2 separate regions of the Mus musculus genome follow, and region 2 is linked to region 1. A link is a contact called in public promoter capture Hi-C data. All regions are on one chromosome and are shown on one strand. Each heading gives the region's core, a stretch centred on a gene start, on an enhancer-like site or on the middle of the called end of the contact. The rest is flanking DNA. Distances are from core to core; before and after follow the strand shown. Region 1 holds the start of Igsf5 (immunoglobulin superfamily, member 5). Region 2 overlaps Dscam (DS cell adhesion molecule).

Region 1 (4,476 bases), core at 374-2,873:
TGCCCCTGCATTCAGGACCTTCTGACCTCTTTATGTCACAGGATCCCAGTCCTCCTGTCATTACAGGCTACCTGATGCACATTATTCCCTCTGCCCAAGGACTGACTGGCCGTTTCCTCAGTCCAGCTTTCTTTCCCTGACCACCTAGCATGCCCACATCCATCTGAGGCCAGTCCTGGTTTCCTGGGGCTTCCCAGTCCCCCGCAACCCCACCACTTTCCTTTAAAACCTCCCTGGCATCTGAATTGCTTCATGAATATGTGTTATGCAGATTTGAACTTTGTCAATTTAAAATAGCAAGGGCCAAAAATATCATGAAAAGTTTCTCTTTGTGCTCAAACGTAGAATTGACGCAAATCTCTCAAACGCACACAGTGCCTCAGGACAGCAGACCTTCAGACATGTTTGTAAAGATCCCTAGGTAGTGTTTTCTGGAATAGGAGCATCTCTGAGAGAGAGGGTCTCATGGGGGTTGGAAGGAGGAGGTCACGGTCCATGCTCAGTCTTCCAGGAAGGACTCCAGGCTGCAGTCCGTGTTCATTTCTCTGGGGGCTGGCAGGAGTGGGGTTCACAGTGCACACTTGGACTTCTAGGGGCTGGCAGGAGGGGACCTCTATCCAGGCTCCTTCCTCCTGGTGCTGCTGAGACGCCTGCGGGGAGGTGTTACAAACGCTCTGCAGGGAAATGAGATCCGCAGACAAAAGGATCTCTATCTAGTTGCAAAGGGAGGAAGGGATAGTTTATCCTGAGACAAATGTGCATGACGCCGGCCAGGGAAACCAGATTCAGTTTCCCTTGAAAGACGGGTTCCATGGTGGACTTTCAATCACAGAACAAAGAACAGTCATGAATCAGACGCGTTGTTGGGGACGTCGGGTAGGCGCTTTCCTGCGACACTGAAAAGTCCGAGTTACAGGTTTCAGGCCCTATCTGACAACATTCTTAGGTCTTAGTTTGGTGGAAGCAACGGTCGGCTAAGTTAATAATCCAAAAGTTTTCATTGATAAGCCAAAAGGATGCTACAGACACAGAGGTGGGTGATAAATGGCTACAAAGGCGACTATAGGTAGCCCAGGATAAGTTGGCACTACAACATTCCAACTCCCCACGATCAGGGATTTCTATTCAGCCAATCAATCTGCAGTCTTCATGCTTTTCCTCTAGGAACTTCAGCTCTCGCCCATGCGGGCTGGACTGTAAAGCCCAGCTCACTTATCTCGAAGGCTGTCCTGTTGGCTTGCAGGAGAGGGAACCGGTTCCACCAGGCCTTGGGCCTCTGCTAGAGGCAGGTGGATGGCCAGGCCAAGGTATTTTGGCACAGTCTTTGGGGCTGACTGAGCCGGTCAGACTCTGGCTGGTGGCGAAGGGCGATTGAACCAGGATATGGGCAGCCTTGACCCTTAAGGACTGGAAAAAGGCTCGGCGGAGGAAGAGTGGAGGCTCCGCCTCTGTTTCTTAGCCTGAGCCTGGACTTCCTGTGTTTGGACTGGGTAATGGTTAAGAAGGAAAGTCACCGCAGCTAGGGGCGCTTACACCTGTCTGCACCTCCTGGTTTATAGCCTGGGCACTGACTGGATAGGGCCACTTGGCAAGGAACTTCCTGTTCCTGGGTGAGGAGTGTCCAGTCAGAAGTGTTCCCGTGTTTCTATAGAGAGCAGCCAGAAGCCGGGAAGCCCTGTGTGAACGAGATACAGAGATTTACCTGCCTGAGGTAAGGGAGGCAACGCCACTGTGAGGCTCTCCTGTAAGGGGTGTTCGTTCGCCCGGTGGGTTTCTCCTCCGGGCTCTCTGGGTACTTGGTAGGCTCTCCACAAAAATACACAGTGTTTGCCTTTCAGCTTCCACTGGGTTGAAAATTAAACAGGAAGGGTGTTCTCAGGGTTTAAAAATCCCAGTAATTTGTGATGGAGTGCCCGTCTTGCACAGAGCTGTTCTGGGGTTATGCTAGGGCTCTGCTGGAATTCAGGGGAGGGTCTCAGGATCCAGACGTTGGGAAAGCGGTCTCCTCATTCCTTAGACAAACTTGTAAAGGCCCTCTCCCCTCATGGGGAGCACAATGTTCTATTGCCACTGGGTATTCTGAGAGGGCAGATTACGGGAGAGTGAGGAGTCGGGACCCTGGTGAGGGAAAAGACCCCAGGGAAGAGGGACACCACGGTGAGGAAGCAGTTCTGAACGCAGGTGCACGGAGTTTCGGGTTCCATAGTGTAGCGGAAACGCTGGGACTGGAGGAAGCCCCTTGCTCAGTGGAACTCCAGCCAAGCCTACTGTCCCCGAGAAGCCCTTGGTCCCTGCTCCCTGAAACAATATATTCAGACCCTTTGGAAGTCTCAGTATAAAATATTTTGAGTAGCTCAGAAACGAGGGGTTATGAGGCAGCAGATTCATGGTCTCTCTGTCAATCTACGGGGGAGACATGTCAGATTTTCTGAGTGTTTTTTTCCCCCTTGTCAGGCCAGTGAGGAGTGGGTAGGAGATTAGCACAACTTAATAAGACTTATATTTTTGGAACGATGACAGTTTTTCAACATAAAGTAGGTTATTCAAAGCTTTCCGAGGCAAAATGAATGAGAAGTTGAGTTTCAGGTTTGGGTCAACCCCCCACAGAGGTATTATTATCTAAGGATTTCTGACCTAGGCCCCCACTTAATTGAAGTTACATGTGTGACTTTTGTCTACACTGTAACTATCCCCCTTTTGACATTGTCAACCGTGGCAGCACAGTCTCTCAGAGGCTGTGTCCATATGTATCACCTTCTGTGGCAGTGGTCTCACTGCTGGCTTCTGGCTTCTGCTTCTGGCCTGGGACAACTGTGGGGCAGCTGGGACAGCTGATGATGTGAAGGTGTCAGGCAGAAAGCTCCCAAAGGGAGTTCTTCCTGGGTTAAGGAATGTGCCCTTTTGCTGTAGCCGTTCCAGCTCATCTATCAGTGTTGAAACATTTCCTCATGGCCTTTGCCCTCATGACCTTTGCCCATCCCTCACTGTAGTTTCGATAATGGTGAGTGGCTCTCCGTAAAATAGGCATCATTCAGGCTGGGAATGGCAGCACGCACTTGTAATCACAGCATTTGGGACATGAGGAGCAGGAGGGTGAGGAGCTTCAGGCAAGCCTCTGCTCCAAAGGGTCTTTCAGTCCAGCCTGGGCTACACAAGATCCTATCTCAAAACAAAACTGAAACAAAATAACCAAAACAAACACCACAACAAATGGAGTGTGGCTTTCAGAGGTGGGCAGCTCAATTTCCCTTCCTTTCCTGCTGACCCCGGCATTCCAGGTGACTGATGAAGCAATTTCCTTGCGGACCTGTGTTAATTGAGCTTGAAAATTAGCAAATGATTTATTTGCCACTTTGTGAGACTGGATCTGGGCTCAGGGTTCAGTCTCAGAAGGCTGTGACTTCAGCAGCATCGTGGTTGCCAGGAGACCCCATGGAGGAGGCATGCTCTCCAGTTCTGTTGAGTGCTTCAGGCCCACAGTGGGACCGTGTTCTAAAGTAGGGAATGTGCGTTGTTAGTGTTCAGTGTGCATGCTAAGGGTTGCAAGGCATCAGAGAGACAAATGGTGAAGCCTCACTGTCTTCCCTTTTCCTGAGCTGGGGTACCTGGGAATGAGTCTCAGGCTTGAGCATCACGAGGCTCAAGGCCAGGTCATGTCCCTCAGGGATTCTCTGAGGTGAGCTGCACCAGAGTTCCCAGGGGTCTGTGTAACCGCAGGGTCAGGCACAGTTTTCCTCTGTGATGGCCCCAAAATGCATACTCTGAGAGAGCACTGCTCTGCCTAGGACACGATGCCACAGAAGGATCCAGAGGGTGTGAGCTGCACAGTAGATCCTCTTGGCTCTAAACATCACTGTTCCCTTCTTCTTTTAGGTAAGGAAGATCATGCTGAGATGGAGGGCAGCTGGAGAGATGTCCTGGCTGTGCTGGTCATCCTGGCTCAGCTGACAGGTAGGTACAGTAGGTAGGCAGGCTGTTTACAAACTTCAGAAGCAAGGCAGGATGAGCAAATGATGCAGTAGGGCAGGCTAGAGATGGTCCTCCTCAGGCACTCCCTCCAGGTGGTCCTCCTTAGGTATTCCCTCCAGGTGGTCCTCCTCAGGCACTCCCTCCAGGTGGTCCTCCTCAGGTACTCCCTCCAGGTGGTCCTCCTCGGGTATTCCCTCCAGGTGGTCCTCTTCAGGTCACCCCTATAGGCAATCCTTTTCAGGTACTTTCCCCAACTTTCTGTTTCATGGCCACCTCCTCAGTAGCTCTCATTCCTGCCATTGTTACTCTGCCCTTGGGGACCTTCTGCCTCTGACCTCCACAAGGTCCCCTCAGGGCTTTCTCTAAGCTTATCCCATTAGGTCCATGAGGTTGTCACATGAATTGTTTCAGTTATTGTTATATTCTTCCCACTTGCTTCCCACCTCTTCAATCTCTGTATCTCTCAAGGAAAAGCTGGCTCAGGCGTTTCCTCTGTCTGGAAGCCTT
Region 2 (4,605 bases), core at 867-3,366, 480 kb after region 1:
AGACTCCTGGCAGGGCTCTGCTATGCCCTCCATTCTCTGTGTTAGAGCCACCAGCAGGAGCTGCAGATGGGACCCCAGAGAACAGCCTGGGGACAATGGCCCCTTGAAGAACTGCATTGGCAGCTTTTATCTGAGAGAGCTGAAGGAGGGGTGGTGGCTTAAGATGGCTGGTATGAAGGTACAGCTAAAACATTCTCTGCCTAACATATTTTTAAGTTCTCTGACTTTGCCGTTATTTGGAAACAAGGTCATTGTAGTGGACTACCTCAGGACGAATCCCATGGGTGAGAGGGCCTGATGCTCCGTGATAGGATGTGAAAGTTCAGGCACAGAAATACCTGAGGACCAATGGAAATCCTGACAACATGGCTGACTGAAGCAGCCTGCTCAGGAGCTGATCTGCACTTGGAGGAACAGCCTGTTTCAAAGACTCCTGTGAGGGGAGTGAGAGGAAGAGGCAGGAGACAAAGAGCCCAGGGCAGTGACAAGAGGCACCAGAGGGGAGGACTTTGGAAAGCCACACTGGCCACTGTAGCCTCAGCCCTGTGTTTTCTACTGCATAGCCCGGGGTGTCCATGGTGCTTACAGTCTGGCTTTCCAGGGTCACACCAGGATGATGCTATTTCCCTGGGAGTACTGTTGCATGAAGTGTGGGAAAATCTGGGCTGTGTCACAATCTAACTATGCAAGATCCTCCATTAGCCATAACATTAAATAACCTGCTTGCAACAGCTATCAATGTATAATGTACACTTAAAAGACACTCTCAACTATTCCCCAGGACAAAATCAAAGACTAGGCTAAATGGAAATATGCCACATGTTCTAAGAACAGATGATTTGATGTTGTGAAAGTGTCAATTTTCTGAAAATACAAAGAAAGCAACTCATCTTCCTCCATTTCTGGACAAAGCCCAGTTAGAAGTCAACTGCATTGATGTCAATTAAAGCATGCTATTTCCATCCAGGAGACTAGAAAATTCTAAAGATATTTGAGAATACGTAATCTTGGTGGGGGGTAGAGGGAAATAAACATGTCTTATGGCATATAAACTGGCGAAACATTCCTGGGGAACCACTTGTGTGATTATTTTTAGTTGTAAGTACTCCCTATACTTCAACCCAGTGGGTCCTCTCCAAAGGCTCTGTCCTAAGTAAATTCATAGATTTAGCTATATAAAAATATAACTCAAAATACTCTTTCTGACACTTCAGAAAGAGTAGAATGAAATTTAGGGGTATTGAGTTAATTAGTAAGCTCATACTCATAGTGGTTAAAAAGGATAGTAAGGTAGAATTGCCAAAGTTCTGGAAAGATCTTCAAGGTAATCTATATGATACATAATGTACTATATATGTGCATATATAAATATAAATTTACATATGCAAATGAACAGAGGTACAGAAGTAGCAGATACTGAAGTGAGTTGGGGGAGGAGCAGACTACATTCTCTTTCTTATGCCCCCATTCCTTGCTATCACAGACACTGACTGGGGCAGTCTGCTCCAAGAGGAGTCAGTGGGTGTGGCTCACAGCATATGCATTACAAAGCCCTGGTAACTTGGAGACACAGGAGGATCAGGAAGGCTAGGGTGGCACAGACGTGTCAAAGGTGGCCTAATTTCTCTTGTTTTCCAGGCTAGCCCACTGGTGGGCATGGATGTAGCAGAGAGAAACACTTTCAACATTTCTTCCATCTTTGTCATCCCTGCTTTCTAAACACCTAAGCAGCCATGTTCCCACCTCCTTATCCCCGCTCAGCTGTGGCCGCTTCCTTCCTGCCTGACTTTGCACCAACTGCATCACCATTGGCCTGTGACAGCAGCTTCTCTTTTCCTTCCTGTTCCTGTCCTTTCCTGTTTACCTTGTATTAAATGGCTGGGTATTCAGGAAGAACAAATCTGAGGTGCCCCCCCACACACACACAAAATAATAATAATAAGATCAGGAAATAAGGCATTCTGGTTCAGGCAGTGACCTCCCCTCACCAGAAGGTTGTAAACTGTGATGTCAAGGAAGGGCGGAAGGGTGACATTGAGGCAGCCCAGGCACAGCCCAGGCTAAGCTGCACAGAGAAATCACTGAACCAGTAGTAATGGTGCACCCTCTGTAGTTGGGGGAGGGGAGCATGTGGAACCAGCTCAAACCCTACCCTGGCTTCTAAGTCCAGAGTCATCTAGCATATGTATGTTAAACACTCCGAGAGCAATCTCACAAAGACATTTTCCTCCTGTAACTAAGACTTGCTCAGTGTACTTCTCCCACAGTTAAATGAGGCTCAATTACACACTGCTAATTTAAGCCCGCACACTGCATTCAACTGTGCACCTAATTACCCTGTTTAGTTTGTTAATGATCAGAGCTTTGCCTGTGCAGATCTTAGAGTCTGCCATTAATCTTTACTCTAGTTAGATTTCTTGTGATTTTTTTTTCCAGAATAAATCCTTCAGAAAATAAAATGACATTAGACTTTTAAAAAAGGGATTATTTAAGGATTAATAATAACAACCAATGAAACTCAAATAACTGGAACAGTACTCGTTGGTTTACATGATGAGGGGACACTTGTCAGTCACTACAGGGCCACTCATGTCTAGGAAGAAATGTTTCAGTTAGAGGCAAGAATAGCAATTAGACAAAGGAGAGAAAAGAAACAGAGGACTGCACAGAAGGACAAAGAAATGAGCCTGGACAGAGGAGAGTGCTTCCCCAGGAGGGAGGGGGCCTTGTCTGGTGTCTGAGGATTAGACAGTCAGGATGAGACACAGAGAATGTGTCTGGTTGGAGAAAATTATGGAAGTTTCATGGGCTTAAATTAAGATATATTTTGAAAACACAGACTCCAGGACAGAGTGTTGGTCTGGATGCTAGGGTGAGGGAGAGGATAATGGGAAGTTTTCTCCTGGGATCTGGGGCATGTTCTTGCACATGGTGGGCTGTGTAAGAGCCACCTCTACTCGGTGGGGAGGATGACAAGGAAGGACAGAGAAGGACTAGGTCGGGTAGATTAGTGTTTAAAGACAAGTAAACAGGCAATGTTCCCTGAGGCTATGCTGGAAGGACATGTTTCCTGTGGGCAATATCTTCCAGTTGTGATATGCACTTTGCCATGAAGAGTGGAATCACCGACCTTCAGGAAATAAGTAAGGCTGGAGATCATTGTGTTAAAAGTGCCCTCCAAAAGACCCAACAAGCAGCTGAAAGAGTCAGATGCAGTTATTTGCACCCAACCAATGGACAGAAGCAGCTGACCTCTGTTGTTGAATTAGGGAATGCTGAAAGAAGAAGGGTGATCCTGTAGGAGGACCAGCAGTCTTAATTAATCTGGACCCCAGAGATCTTTCCAACACTGGACCACTAAACAGACAGCATACACCAGCTAATATGAGGCCCCCAACATACATACATATAGTAGAGGACTGCTGGGTCTGTGTTCATTCAGAGATGATGCACCTAAACCACAAGAGACTGGAGGCCCCAGACAGTTTAGAGGTCAGGTGGAGTGGGGGGTGGGGGCATCCACGTGGAGACAGGGTTGGGTGGGGAGGAGGTGTGGGATGTTGAACAGTCAGAGGGTGGATGGGGAGGGGTGGGGAATGGAATATGGGGTGTGAAAATGAACTACAAATAAAATTAAATGAAAAACAAAGTGCCCAGATACTGGGTGAATCTGGGAGCAATCAGAGATAAGTCAGGAGTGAGTATGATGAAGATACATTGTGTGACATTCTCAGAGAATTACTATAAATATTAATTAATTAAATTAGTACAAATATATTAAAGTAACGGAAAGATGGGTATTATGTTTTCTCTCACATACGGAGACGGAATAAAATGAAATTTACTGGGGAGATGGCTCAGTAGGTACAGTATTTGCTGTGTATGAATAAGGACAGATTTAGATTCCCTGCATCCACCTACAAGCCTAGCATGGTGGCATGCCTTTGTAACCCTAGCGCTGGGAAACAGAGCAGGAGGATCCTTAGAGCTTATTGGCCAGTCAGACTAGCAAAAATTGCACAATCCTGATTCATTGAGAGATCTTATCTCAATAAATAAGTAAATAAATAAATAAAATAAAATAAAATAAAAGTAGAGAGCTCCTGGGGAAAGCTTTTGAGGAATTCACTCAACATCAAATTCGGGTCTCTACTTGCACACACACGCACACACACACACACACACACACACAGAGCACACACACACACATACAGAGAGCGAGAGAAACAGCGACAGAGAGACAGAGCGAGACAGAGAGTGAGACAGAAACAGATAGAGAGAGAGGGACAGAGATAGAAAGAGAGAGGCAGGTAGAGAAAGACAGAGAGATAGACACAGAGAGAGAACAGAGAGAGATAGAGAGAGAGATGGACAGAGAGAGAGAGAGAGACAGAGAGAGACAGAGAGAAAGACAGACAGAGATAGAGAGACAGACAAAGAGAGAGGAGAAAGAGAGACAGAGAGATGGTTTGTTATGACTTGTGACTTGATGTGAATTTGGCCGGGTAGAAAAATCAGAGAATACATCAAAGCATGACGTAGACAAGGGAGGAAAAACCATCTTTTGTGTAATCATTCACTCATCATAATTTTTTTGAGACAGGG

Evidence for each region. Promoter capture Hi-C pulls out the DNA fragments that hold promoters and counts their contacts.
Region 2: a promoter capture Hi-C map of embryonic stem cells shows a contact between it and region 1, with 2.3 times the contacts expected there. The contact joins the enhancer-like site here to the promoter of Igsf5 in region 1. A contact is called at or near these places in 6 of 39 promoter capture datasets (embryonic stem cells, frontonasal cranial neural crest, liver and 2 more), 1 of 484 Hi-C or Micro-C datasets (the N1E-115 cell line) and 2 of 115 datasets of contacts at active chromatin or transcription factors (embryonic stem cells and large pre-B cells).

What each region holds. Positions count from the first base shown.
Region 1 is chr16:96,360,134-96,364,609 of GRCm38.p6, forward strand. Igsf5 (immunoglobulin superfamily, member 5) reads left to right here and starts at 1,624. Exons shown (of 9, transcript NM_001177887.1): 1 at 1,624-1,711; 2 at 3,874-3,951. The coding sequence starts at 3,894.
Region 2 is chr16:96,844,140-96,848,744 of GRCm38.p6, forward strand. All of the region lies in intron 3 of Dscam (DS cell adhesion molecule), which reads right to left. Among named protein-coding and RNA genes, the nearest start is that of Gm32432, 36 kb to the right of the region's middle. RefSeq lists an enhancer at 1,461-3,829. Within about 2 kb of position 2,117, at least 27 of the 459 cell types and tissues checked have an H3K27ac peak or open chromatin away from gene starts, as enhancers often do. A contact at or near this core is called in embryonic stem cells, where this site is marked.